Regions from separate parts of the Ovis aries genome. Here region 2 is linked to region 1. A link is a contact called in public Hi-C data. All regions are on one chromosome and are shown on one strand. The core of a region is the stretch at or near the end of the contact, and the rest is flanking DNA. Distances in the headings are between cores, read along the strand shown.

Evidence for each region. Hi-C and Micro-C count contacts between places; a contact is called where the count stands out from the background.
Region 2: a contact with region 1 is called in a Hi-C map of skin fibroblasts, with 3 times the contacts expected there. The contact joins two enhancer-like sites. A contact is called at or near these places in 3 of 16 Hi-C or Micro-C datasets (skin fibroblasts and tail adipose tissue).

Annotation. Positions count from the first base shown.
Region 1 is chr2:26,043,408-26,048,777 of ARS-UI_Ramb_v3.0, forward strand. No RefSeq gene overlaps it. Among named protein-coding and RNA genes, the nearest start is that of TRNAG-CCC, 110 kb to the left of the region's middle. Within about 2 kb of position 3,219, at least 36 of the 54 cell types and tissues checked have an H3K27ac peak or open chromatin away from gene starts, as enhancers often do.
Region 2 is chr2:26,578,426-26,583,795 of ARS-UI_Ramb_v3.0, forward strand. No RefSeq gene overlaps it. Among named protein-coding and RNA genes, the nearest start is that of NFIL3, 120 kb to the left of the region's middle. Within about 2 kb of position 2,881, at least 4 of the 54 cell types and tissues checked have an H3K27ac peak or open chromatin away from gene starts, as enhancers often do.

The sequences.
Region 1 (5,370 bases), core at 1,969-4,468:
AATGTATAACAACAAAAAATAGAGCAGTGATTACCAGGGAATAGGAGTGGTGCTGAGAGGAGGGAAGGATTGGAAGAGAGCATGAGGAAACCTCTGGGGATGACTCGTATGTTTATTACCTTGATTGTGGTGATGATTTTACAAGCATATTCCTATGTTGAAATTTATCAAATCGTGCCCTTTAACATGTGCTTTATTATACATCAATTAAACCTCAGTAAAGTTATTTTAAAAAGTAAATAAAGCCTAGGGAGCAATAGTAATTGACTAGCAAGGTAGACAAAGTAAGGAATTCTTATAAAACTGGACAAATGCTCCAAAAAAACAACAGAAAGTTTCAGGAATTTGGTGCACCAGGAATTTTGGGAGATATGAAAGAAAGTCACAGGATTACAGTGTTTACAAACCACCAGGTCACCATCTCGGTTCCCCTGCTAGGTGCCAATACCCTCCCCAACTTACTTTGCCCTGGGTTGCAGCACCATCCACTGCTCCTACCATTCATATATGCAATGGAATATTAGCCATAAAAAAAGAACAAAATAATGTCATGTGCAGTAACATGGATGGACCTAGAGATTGTCACACTGAGTGAACTAAGTCAATCAGAAAAAGACAAACATCATATGATATTGCTTATATGTGAAATATTTAAAAAAATGGTAAAAATGAACTAATTTACAAAACAGAAATAGAATCACAGATGTAGAAACCAAACTTATGATTACAAAGGATGAAAGGAGAGTGGAGAGATCAATTGAGATATTGGGGTTGAAATGTACACACTGTGCTTAGTCGCTCAGTCACGTCTGACTCTGCGACACCATGGACTATAGCCTGAGGCTCCTCTGTCCATGGGAATTCTACAGTCAAGAATACTGAGGTGAGTTGCCATGCCCTCTTCCAGGGGATCTTCCCATCCAGGGATTGAACCCAGGTTTTCTGCTTTGCAAGCAGATTCTTTAACCATCTGAGCCACCAGGGAAGCCCAATGTATGCACTATTTTATATAGAATAGGTAACTGATAAGAACCAGTGCATAGCACAGGGAACTCTATTCAATACTCTGTAATGATCTATATAAGAAAAGAATCTAAAGAAGAGTGGATATATGTTTATGTATAACTGATTCACTTTGCTGTACACCTGAAACTAACACAAGATTGCAAATCAGCTATGCTCCAATAAAATTTTTTTAATAAAATTAAAATCAATTTTAAAAAGAGAAGGTTGTGGATCCCTATCTACCCACACACTCACAGGCCCCTGCAAGGTAGTCCCCACGTGGCACAACCTGCCCCTGAAACAATCAGATCTCTGTCAACTGTCTCTTTAACAAGAATAGGCAAGGATTTCCCAAGCACTTCAGGAAATCTTCCAATATGAAAGAGAGAGCTAAAAGAAAGAGAAGTGGGGAGAGGAATGAAGGGAGAGAAGGAAGGAGAAAGACCAAATCAGATAAGTAGAGATAAGACAGAAAACAAAACACAGCCTCAAAAAAAATTGTCATTAATATCTTAGGAGAAATAACAGAAGACATTGTATCCATTAATCAAGAATAGTTGACACAACAAGGAACAATCAGAGATTAAGAAGGGCTCCTGGGAATTAAAATTATGAGAACTGAAACAAACCTGAAACTTGGTAAAAGGGAATCTGGAGGAAACACATGGAAAATGAGCAGAGCTGGCCTGAACTGGCCTAAAGTAAGGAGATAAGGAGGCCAGCCCACTGGCTAAGAGCTCCAAGCTCTGGGGTATAACATTCAGCCCACTCTACAGTTTTTTGAGGATTTCATCCACTGCCAGCTTGGATGGAGTGTAAGAGGGTGCAATTTATCTGAAGGGCCACCACTTAAGTTGTTCCATTCTGCCCAGCCACAGGGCAGAGGCGACCTGATCCAGCCTGAAGGTCTGCTCACCTGGGCTGAATGTACAAGTGAAGACACCAAGGAAGTGTGTTCTGCTAAGGGGGCCTTTGTAAAATTCACACAAAGGAGCACAGCAGGTCAACAGGGTGCCAGAAAAGATGGCCCTTCATCCCATTAGGCACAGCTACCTTACAGGCATCACCTTCTTCAAGATGCTGCTCAGCCCCAAGGACAGTGCTTGTCCCACAAGGGAGAGTGAACATTTGACCCAGGTGCTACTAGTGGTAAGGAACCCACCTGCCAATGCAGGAGACATAAGAGACGCAGGTTTGATCCCTGGGTCGGGAAGATCCCCTGGAGGAGGGCATGGCAATCCACTCCAGTATTCTTGCCTGGAGAATTCCCATAGACAGAGGAGCCTGGAGGGCTACAGTCCATGGGGTCACAAAGAGTCAGACATAACTGAACTGACTTAGCACGCACAGCTGATGCTCTAGAAACGTGGCTAGGGCACTGTGCTTTTGAAAGGTGGTCCTACAGAGGGCGCAGCTTCCACTGAGCTTTGGCCACTCCTCATTATTCTCCTGGGCTCCTCTCTGTGCGCTCCCCACCAGCAGAGCCCCTCTCTGAGCAGCAGCGGCAGTAGCATCCTATTTGCTTCGTGCTCATCTCCCACGGAGGGACACTTGGGGGCAGTCATTCGACATTGCACACACTTGCAAGCCTCCTCCTGCCCAGGCTCCAGTTCACTCTGAGAACACAGCCTTTACTTGGTGACTCTAGGACATGCTGTGACAACTCGGAGTCTAATCCCCAAACAAGACCCCCTGTGATGCTGTTCACACTCAGCCACAGTGGTCCAGCCCCACCGGCCTGCAGACCCCTCACTCAGGTGGGATGAAAGAGCTAGACAGCTCCGCTCGCAGGACTCATAAATCACAGCCCCTCAGCAAACAGGAAGAAAGAGCAGATTCAGAGACATTTCATTTTAAGTGGATTTAAAGTAACACACCAACACACAGCTCTATTTCCTAGTCATTCTGCCTCTCATTCTCTTAATAACCCTGACATTCCTGTGGGAACACTTCATCTCAGTGAAGGAGGTATGTACAGTTTCTCTGTCATAAAATCATCAGATATTAAACAAATGAAGAGAGGGGCATAAAACAGACTGAAATTACAGCCTGGGTATGTTCTGCCAGAGTCCTCACTGGAGAACTGGACTTTGTCCTTTTCATCTTCATTACCCTCATGCTGGCATTTTAACTGATGGAAACAATACCACACAGCAGGATTGCGAGGACCTCAGGACCAAAACATTAATAAACAGGCATTATGCTTACGCATGGTAAGTTCCAGAAAGGGAGCCTGGTTAATGAGCAAAAGTTCAAAAGAAGCTGAGTGATGTAAGACGTACGATAATGACTCACATGTACGGCATTTGAGACGGACTTTCACAAACAAGGGGGTGGCCAGCAGACTCAGCAGGAGCAGCTAAGAAGTCCATCAGCCCAGCCCCGGTGGGAGTTCTTGGAAACCCCAGCAGAGGGGGAATTGCCACAGAATGAGGACCCAGGGCTTTCTTAAAAACACTATGACCCCCAACTTCTCTGTTACACTCTGCATTGCCCTGCATTTCTGAGTGACATGAAGCTAACTATTCACCACCATTGTGCACCTCTAAGTGATTGCAAGCCAAGGGCCCCCTTCAGAGGGGCAAACCCAGTTTTGTGAAAGAGAAACCAGCGTCCTACCGAAGCTTGACATAGCTTTCTTCATTGTTATGATGAAAACATCTTCAGATCCACACCCAAATGACAGCCCAGAAGGAAAGAATGTATGAGCGTGTTGTATGTGTGAGAGTGTATGTGTGTACGTGTGTGTCTGCAGGCACTTAGTCCAATAGACACACACCCACGGACTTCAGCGGGTTACAAAACGTCCTCTGTACTGAAGAATTTCAGACTGGTGGGATGATTCATTTAGGGGAATTGCTGAAAGCTCTAATACATAAGGAAAGGAGTGCATGCGTACATACATGTGCTGTCCGACGCTTACCAGCTGGTGTTCCAAGCGGGTGGAGTGCATTGCTTTCAGGTTCCATTGAAAAGAAACTGCAGAAAATTGTATCCGCATATAAGAATGCAATCAGACAGAGAATGTTGGAGGAAACACGAGCCAGAGAACCACTGTGATTCAGGAAGCAGACGGATTTACAGGAGTCTTTACAGTAGATTTCCTGCTTCCTCTGCCCCTTCTGTCTGCTGGAGTCTGTGTTCTCCCTGTCAGCGGGGATCCTCCTTCCTTCCGAGGACTCTGGGACTCCTGTGGTGATGGGGCGGGCACCAGCTCCTCTGACTTCCACGGGCTTCTCCTCTGTTAACTGTGTCGACTTGGGCAGATAATGACCAGCTCATGAGCCACCTGCAGGGTTGTGGTGAGCCTGAGACCAGGCACAACCAGGACAATGGAAGACCGGGACGCTCTCCACTTAGGAAGGTCCTTCCCCGAGGTGTGAGCTTGTGGGACCTTAATTCCCCGACCAGTGATCAAACTCGAGCTCCCTGACATGGAAGTGTGGAGTACTAATCACTGGATTGCCAGGGAAGTCCCTATACTATCGTATTTTTAAACAATTCAGGTAGTTTTATTCTGTTCCATGTGTGTATATTTTTGACAAAAGTGGGAGACTATATGTTGTTTTTGGAGAAGAAAATGGCAACCCACTCCAGTATTCTTGCCTGGAGAATCCCAGAGACAGTGGGCCCCCCGTCTATGGGGTCGCACAAAGTCGGACACGACTGAAGTGACTTAGCAGCAGCAGCAGCAGCATATCGATAGGACTGGACCAAGCCCACAAGGGCAACCATTGCTGGCACACACACTCACACTTACTCACACATTCCTACAAACACATACACACCCTCACACCACCGTGTGTGTGTGTGTGTGTGTATGTGTGTGTGTGTGTGTGTGTTTAGTTGCTCTGTCATATTCGGCTCTTTGCAACCTCACGAACTGTAGCCTTCCAGGCTCCTCTGTCCATAGGATTATCCAGGGAAAAATGCTGGAGTGAATTGCCATTTCCTTCTCCAGAGGATCTTTGAGACCCAGGGATCAAACTCACATCTCTTGCATCTCCTGCATTGGCAAGCACATTCTATACCACTGAGCCACCTGGGAATACACACTTACATACATACAAACGCTAATGCTTACATATATACTCACATGTGCACACACACATATACACCCTTTGAACACCACACACATTCTCATATGTACATGTTCACATACCTACTTGCACCTCACACACGTTGTTCAGCTGCTAAGTCACGTCAGACTCTTTGAGACCCCATGGACCACATCACACCAGGCTTCCCTGTCCTTCACCGTCTCCCAGAGTTTGCCCCAACTCATGTTTATCCAACCATCTCATCCTCTGTAGCACCCTTCTCCTCCTACCCTCAATCTTTCTCAGCATCAGGGTCTTTTCCAGT
Region 2 (5,370 bases), core at 1,631-4,130, 530 kb after region 1:
TAAAACCACATGTTGTTTATATTATTACATAGCTTTATTGATACTGAGTGCCTACTGTAGTCATTAACTGAGTTTCACCCTTTTATATAAAATCCTAAATAATTTCACATAGAACCTTCTTGTTGTTTAGTCACTAACTTGTGTCTGATTCTTTTGCTATGCCATGGACTGTAGGCAGCCAGGCTCCTCTGTCCACAGGATTTCCCAGGCAAGAAGACTGGAGTGGGTTGTCATTTCCTTCTCCAGGGGAATCTTCCTGACTAAGGATTGAACCCACGTCTCCTGCATTGACAGGAGGATTCTTCTGTGAGCCATCAGGGAAGGCCAGAATCTACTTAATCTAATCTAATCTGGAAAGGAGGGTACCACTCTTCCCTGGAATGGATGATGGTGGTGGGTCTCAAGAGATTAAATGACATGATCATCAGAAAGAATGTATTGACCATGTGTTTCCAGTTGCTTTGTTGTTGCTGTTCAGTCACCAAGTCGTGGCGAACTCTTTGCAACGCCAAGGACTGCAGCATTCCAGACTTCTCTGTCCTTCACTGTCCCTCAGAGTTTGCTCAAACTCATGTCCATTGAGTCAGTGAAACTGTCTAATCATTTCATCTGCCACCCTCTCTCCATTTGCCTTCAATCGTTCCCAGCATCAGGGTCTTTCCTGATAAGTTGGCTCTTTGCATCAGGTGGCCAAAGTATTCAGCTTCAGCATCAGTCCTTCCAGTGAATATTCAGGATTGATTTCCTTTAGGATTGATTGGTTGGATCTCCTTGCAGACCAAGGGACTCTCAAGTGTCTTCTTCAGTGCCACAATTTGAAAGCATCAATTCTCCAGCACTCAGCACATCTGTACACGACTAATGAAAAAACCATAGCTTTGACTAGACGGACCTTTGCAGGCAAAGTGATGTCTCTGCTTTTTAGGTTGGTCACAGCTTTTCTTCCAAGGAGCAAGTGTCTTTAAATTTTGTGGCTGCAGTCACAGTCCACAGTGATTTTGGAGCCCAAGAAAATAAAATCTGTCAATACTTCTACTTTTTCCCCTTTTATTTGCCATGAAATGACGGGACCAGATGCCACGATCTTTCCTTTCCTTTCCTTTTTTTTTTTTTTTTTTTTTTTACTTTATTTTACTTTACAATACTGCATTGGTTTTGCCATACATTGATATGAATCCACCATGGGTGTACATGAGTTCCCAATCCTGAACCGCCTTCCCACCTCCGACCCCATATCATCTCTCTGGATCATCCCCCTGCATCAGCCCCAAGCATCCTGTATCCTGTATTGAGCATAGACTGGCGATTCGTCTCTTACATGATAGTATACATGTTTCAGTGCCACTCTCCCAAATGAGCCCACCCTCTCCCTCTCCCTCAGAGTCCAAAAGTCCATTAGTTTTTTGAATGTTGAGTTTTTTTTTTTTTGAATGTTGAGTTTTAAGCCAGCTTTTTTCACTCACTTCTTTCACCCTCATCAAGAGACTCTTTAGTTCCTATTTTTATTGCTTAGCAACATTAAATATAATTAAATATATTTTATAATATAAATACTTGCTTATTAACATTAAATATAATACAGTTATACTGTCTAGGTAAAAGCAGATCTTTACTCAAAAATCTCAAAGTATACCTCACTTGACTTTGATTTTCCTACTGCAAGTCTCTGCATGATGGTAGCATCATTTCTCCTGCTGCAGTTGCCTGAGGTGGGGGTGCCAACCCACCTTTGATTCCTTCCATGCCCACTGCTTTGATTACAAGGCTGCCTTCCACACAGCCTGGAAAGGCCAAGGGGCTCTTCCAGCTTCCTTTGAAGCTAGCATGGGGATGTTAAGCAATCCTGGCTAATAGGAAGTCTGCTGGGAGCCAAAGAAGGAAAAAGTTTGTATGTGGCAGCAACAATCATTTGTGCGAGGATGCGACACTTGCCATCAGAAACAACAAAGCCCTCACTAAGGGTGGTAGGAAGGAAGCTGCAGCGAGTCTGGTTCTCGCTGGAATCTCAAGTTGCTGCACCAGCCTGGGAACGTCCACTATCTTGATGTACAAGACAGTTATGACCCTGGTTTTTAAAGAGTTTTTACTCAAAGTAAAGTGTGGCCCATGGGCCAGCAATATCACCATTACCTGAAGCTTGTTAGAAATTCAGGATCTGGGGTCCATGGAGACCTACTGATGAGCATCTGCATTTTAACCAGATGCCCTGGTGAGCAAATGCAAGTGAGAATGTCTTCTATTGGCTTAAACACTGCTAACTATTCTGTTACTTGCAACTTGAAGCACCTAACTGACTCAGATGTGGTTCCGCAGTCTGCAGGCACTGCCTGCACTGTGCAGTTCCATATGGCATATTGTTAGGGTAGTCTGCCCTTTACATTCTCAGAAGCTCCTTCAAACTGTGTGATGCTCTCTGAACTGTTTTCTTCAGATGAAAAGAACTTTTCATCAATACAAGTCGTATGCATCAGAAGGCTGAGGGGTTTATAGGAAAGTCCGATGTGGCCTCAAACTAAGCATGAGGTTTCTCCAGGGCTGACTGTGCTGACTCATTATGACTCCATACGCTGTTTCATTTTCCTTCTCTCTTTTTTTTTCTTTTCTTTCCTTTTCTGTATTGTCTTCCATTCCACTTTCTCGGATTCCCCTATTACTTTAAGAGGTACATTTTAATAGAACATCAAAGAGAAAAAGAACAGTCTTAGAATGATCATGATAGTAAGTTGGCAGAGTAATAGGAACAGAGAAACTGGGATACTGCTTTTTTCCCATTTTAGATCTCCTTTAGTACACTTTAAAGAAATTGAATAGGTATGTCTTAATGCATAACATCATAATGTATGTGTACGTAAGCAATGGAAAATGCTTTTAATAGATTATAGGTTTAAATAAGCAACATCTAGCATAACCTAATTATTGGTATTTAGCAACCCAAAACTAGGAAATGTAGAGAAAGTCAAGATGTTTTTCCAGTTCCCAGAACATAATTTTGTATCATGGGAATTATTTTGACAGTTTTAGCAAATGGGAGCTTTTTTCCGTCTAGTTTCTGGACATGAAATTGGACCTTTAGGGCTTTACACAAGTGATTATTAATCTTTCCAGATTTCCACTTTTTAAAAAAGTCCATAAAGTAGTTATGCAGAACACAATACTATAACTGAACACAGTCTGAAGACAGATGACTAATTTCCTAAACTATTTCTGGATTTTCCCTTTTACTCCTTATAGCCTCAAACAGCTCCAACAGAAAATTTTACTGTGAAGTCCTTTCCCCTCCCCAGCCAGCCCCCTCTTCCCTTGAGAGGTAGAAAGTGAAAGGTTAATAATGAAATACTTAAAAAATGATTCCACTGGGCCCTGCCTGCTATTCACTAGCAAGGAATGTGGTTGTGCTTATACAGCCGAGGTTAGTCTAAAAGAATTTTCATAAACCACCAATTGCATTACATCAATGCATCATTTAAATCCCATGGTGATTTTCCTAAACATAACTAGCTCACTGGCTTCAAACATACTATCTCTTCTTGTCATTGCAAAAAATTCCCTAAATGTTTATACTCTTGCAAGTCAGTACTAAAATGGCCAGTTAGCTAATGCGGAATACTGAGGAAAAAAGTATTGTATAACCTGTCAGGAAATATGACTGAGATGGAAAATATAGCCATCAAGTTAAACTGTCAGAATATCATGCCTTCCCAAAAATGTGATATGAAGCTTTCCACTAACTGCTTTGTCTCTGTATATTTCTCTCCTTCTTTGGGAGAGAAAGGACAGAGGCTGGCGATGACAGGTAAACTGCAGAGGGATTCAGAGAACCCTATTTCTCTTTCTAAAACATCAGGTAACAAAAATGTTCTCCACCCGCAGCCCTGGCTTCTCTCGTGAGCTCCAGATGCAAACATTCAGCTACTTCCAGAGCATCCCCATTGGGTTGTTCTTACACCTCACGATGACCCAGCTCTGCCCTGGGCTGCAGGTCACCTCCCAGAACCCCTGAGGACCTCCCTGCTTGGCAGCTCATTATTCCCTTAGCACAGGCCTCGGAGTGGGGGCTCATGTGGAGCCACAGTCTGCCCATCACGGTGGAGCTCTCTGTGCCCCAACCCTCACCACAGAGGCTGAACAAATGGCCTTCTGAGGGAAGAGAAAGGGAGTAATGAGACAGAATTATGATGTGCTTGGGGCAAGCAGTTAAAACTGAGTGCTACAGGGAACTCAGTGTTCTGCGGTGACTTAAATGGGAAGGAAATCCAAAAAAGAGGGGATATAGACACACGTATATATAGCTGATATATGTGTATCGCTGATTCACTTTGCTCTACAGTAGAAACTAACACAACAATATCATATATGAAACGAATCGCCAGTCCAGGTTCGATGCATGATACTGGATGCTCGGGGCTGGTGCACTGAGACGACCCAAAGGGATGGTACGGGGAGGGAAGAGGGAGGGGGAACACGTGTATACCTGTGGCAGATTCATGCTGATGTATGGCAAAACCAATACAATATTGTAAAGTAATTAACCTCCAATTAAAATAAATAAATTTACATTAAAAAAAATAAAATAAAAAAGAAACTAACAAAACATTGTAAAACAACTATACTCCTACCAAGAAAAGAAAGATTAATTTTATAAGGACTATCCGAGTATCCAAGGGAAAAGTCAGAAACCCCTGCGCTTCTCCCAAGATGGCTTGAGGGCACAGCCCGGACGGAGCCTCCCAACTGCCCGCTTTGAGCTGCAACAGGGTGACTCCCAGCCCCTTAGAGAAGCCCACCCAGATTGCTCTAGCTGTCACTCTTTCTCCAGCGCCCCTCTAGGGCCCTTTGCTCCAGTCACTCTATTTGTTATGTCTCCAAAAGCCTCAAGTTGTTTCACCCTCCCTGTCTTCACACTTATTTTTCCTGGACGTTCTTCATCTTGCAGCCACCCTAACTGGCTTCTTCTAAACCTCCCTGGTTCTTGTCTCAAGGATCCCTTACTTGAAACCTCAGCTGAGTTAGAGGTCTGTCAGTATCAGCGTGGATGCCACTCTCCCACGCCTCCCTGTAACTCTGGACTCATCTCCTCATCTCATGCAAGTCCTCTAACTCGGAAGCTTTGCCTTCTCAGCCCTTGGCCCAGCATTTGGTACATAATATGTCATCAATATTTTTTGGAAGGATGAATGCTGTAAAGAATAGTATGCTGGTGCCTGAGACTAGGATCAATGTTCCACTTTGCTACTTGCACTTGTGTTTTTGTGAGATAGCTTCATTTCCCAGACCTCAGTTCTCTTGTCCACAAAATGGGGGTTATAATATATTCCCTTTCTTATTCTGGTGAGGATCAGTGTCAAAATGGGAAGCCATGGCACACTCAGA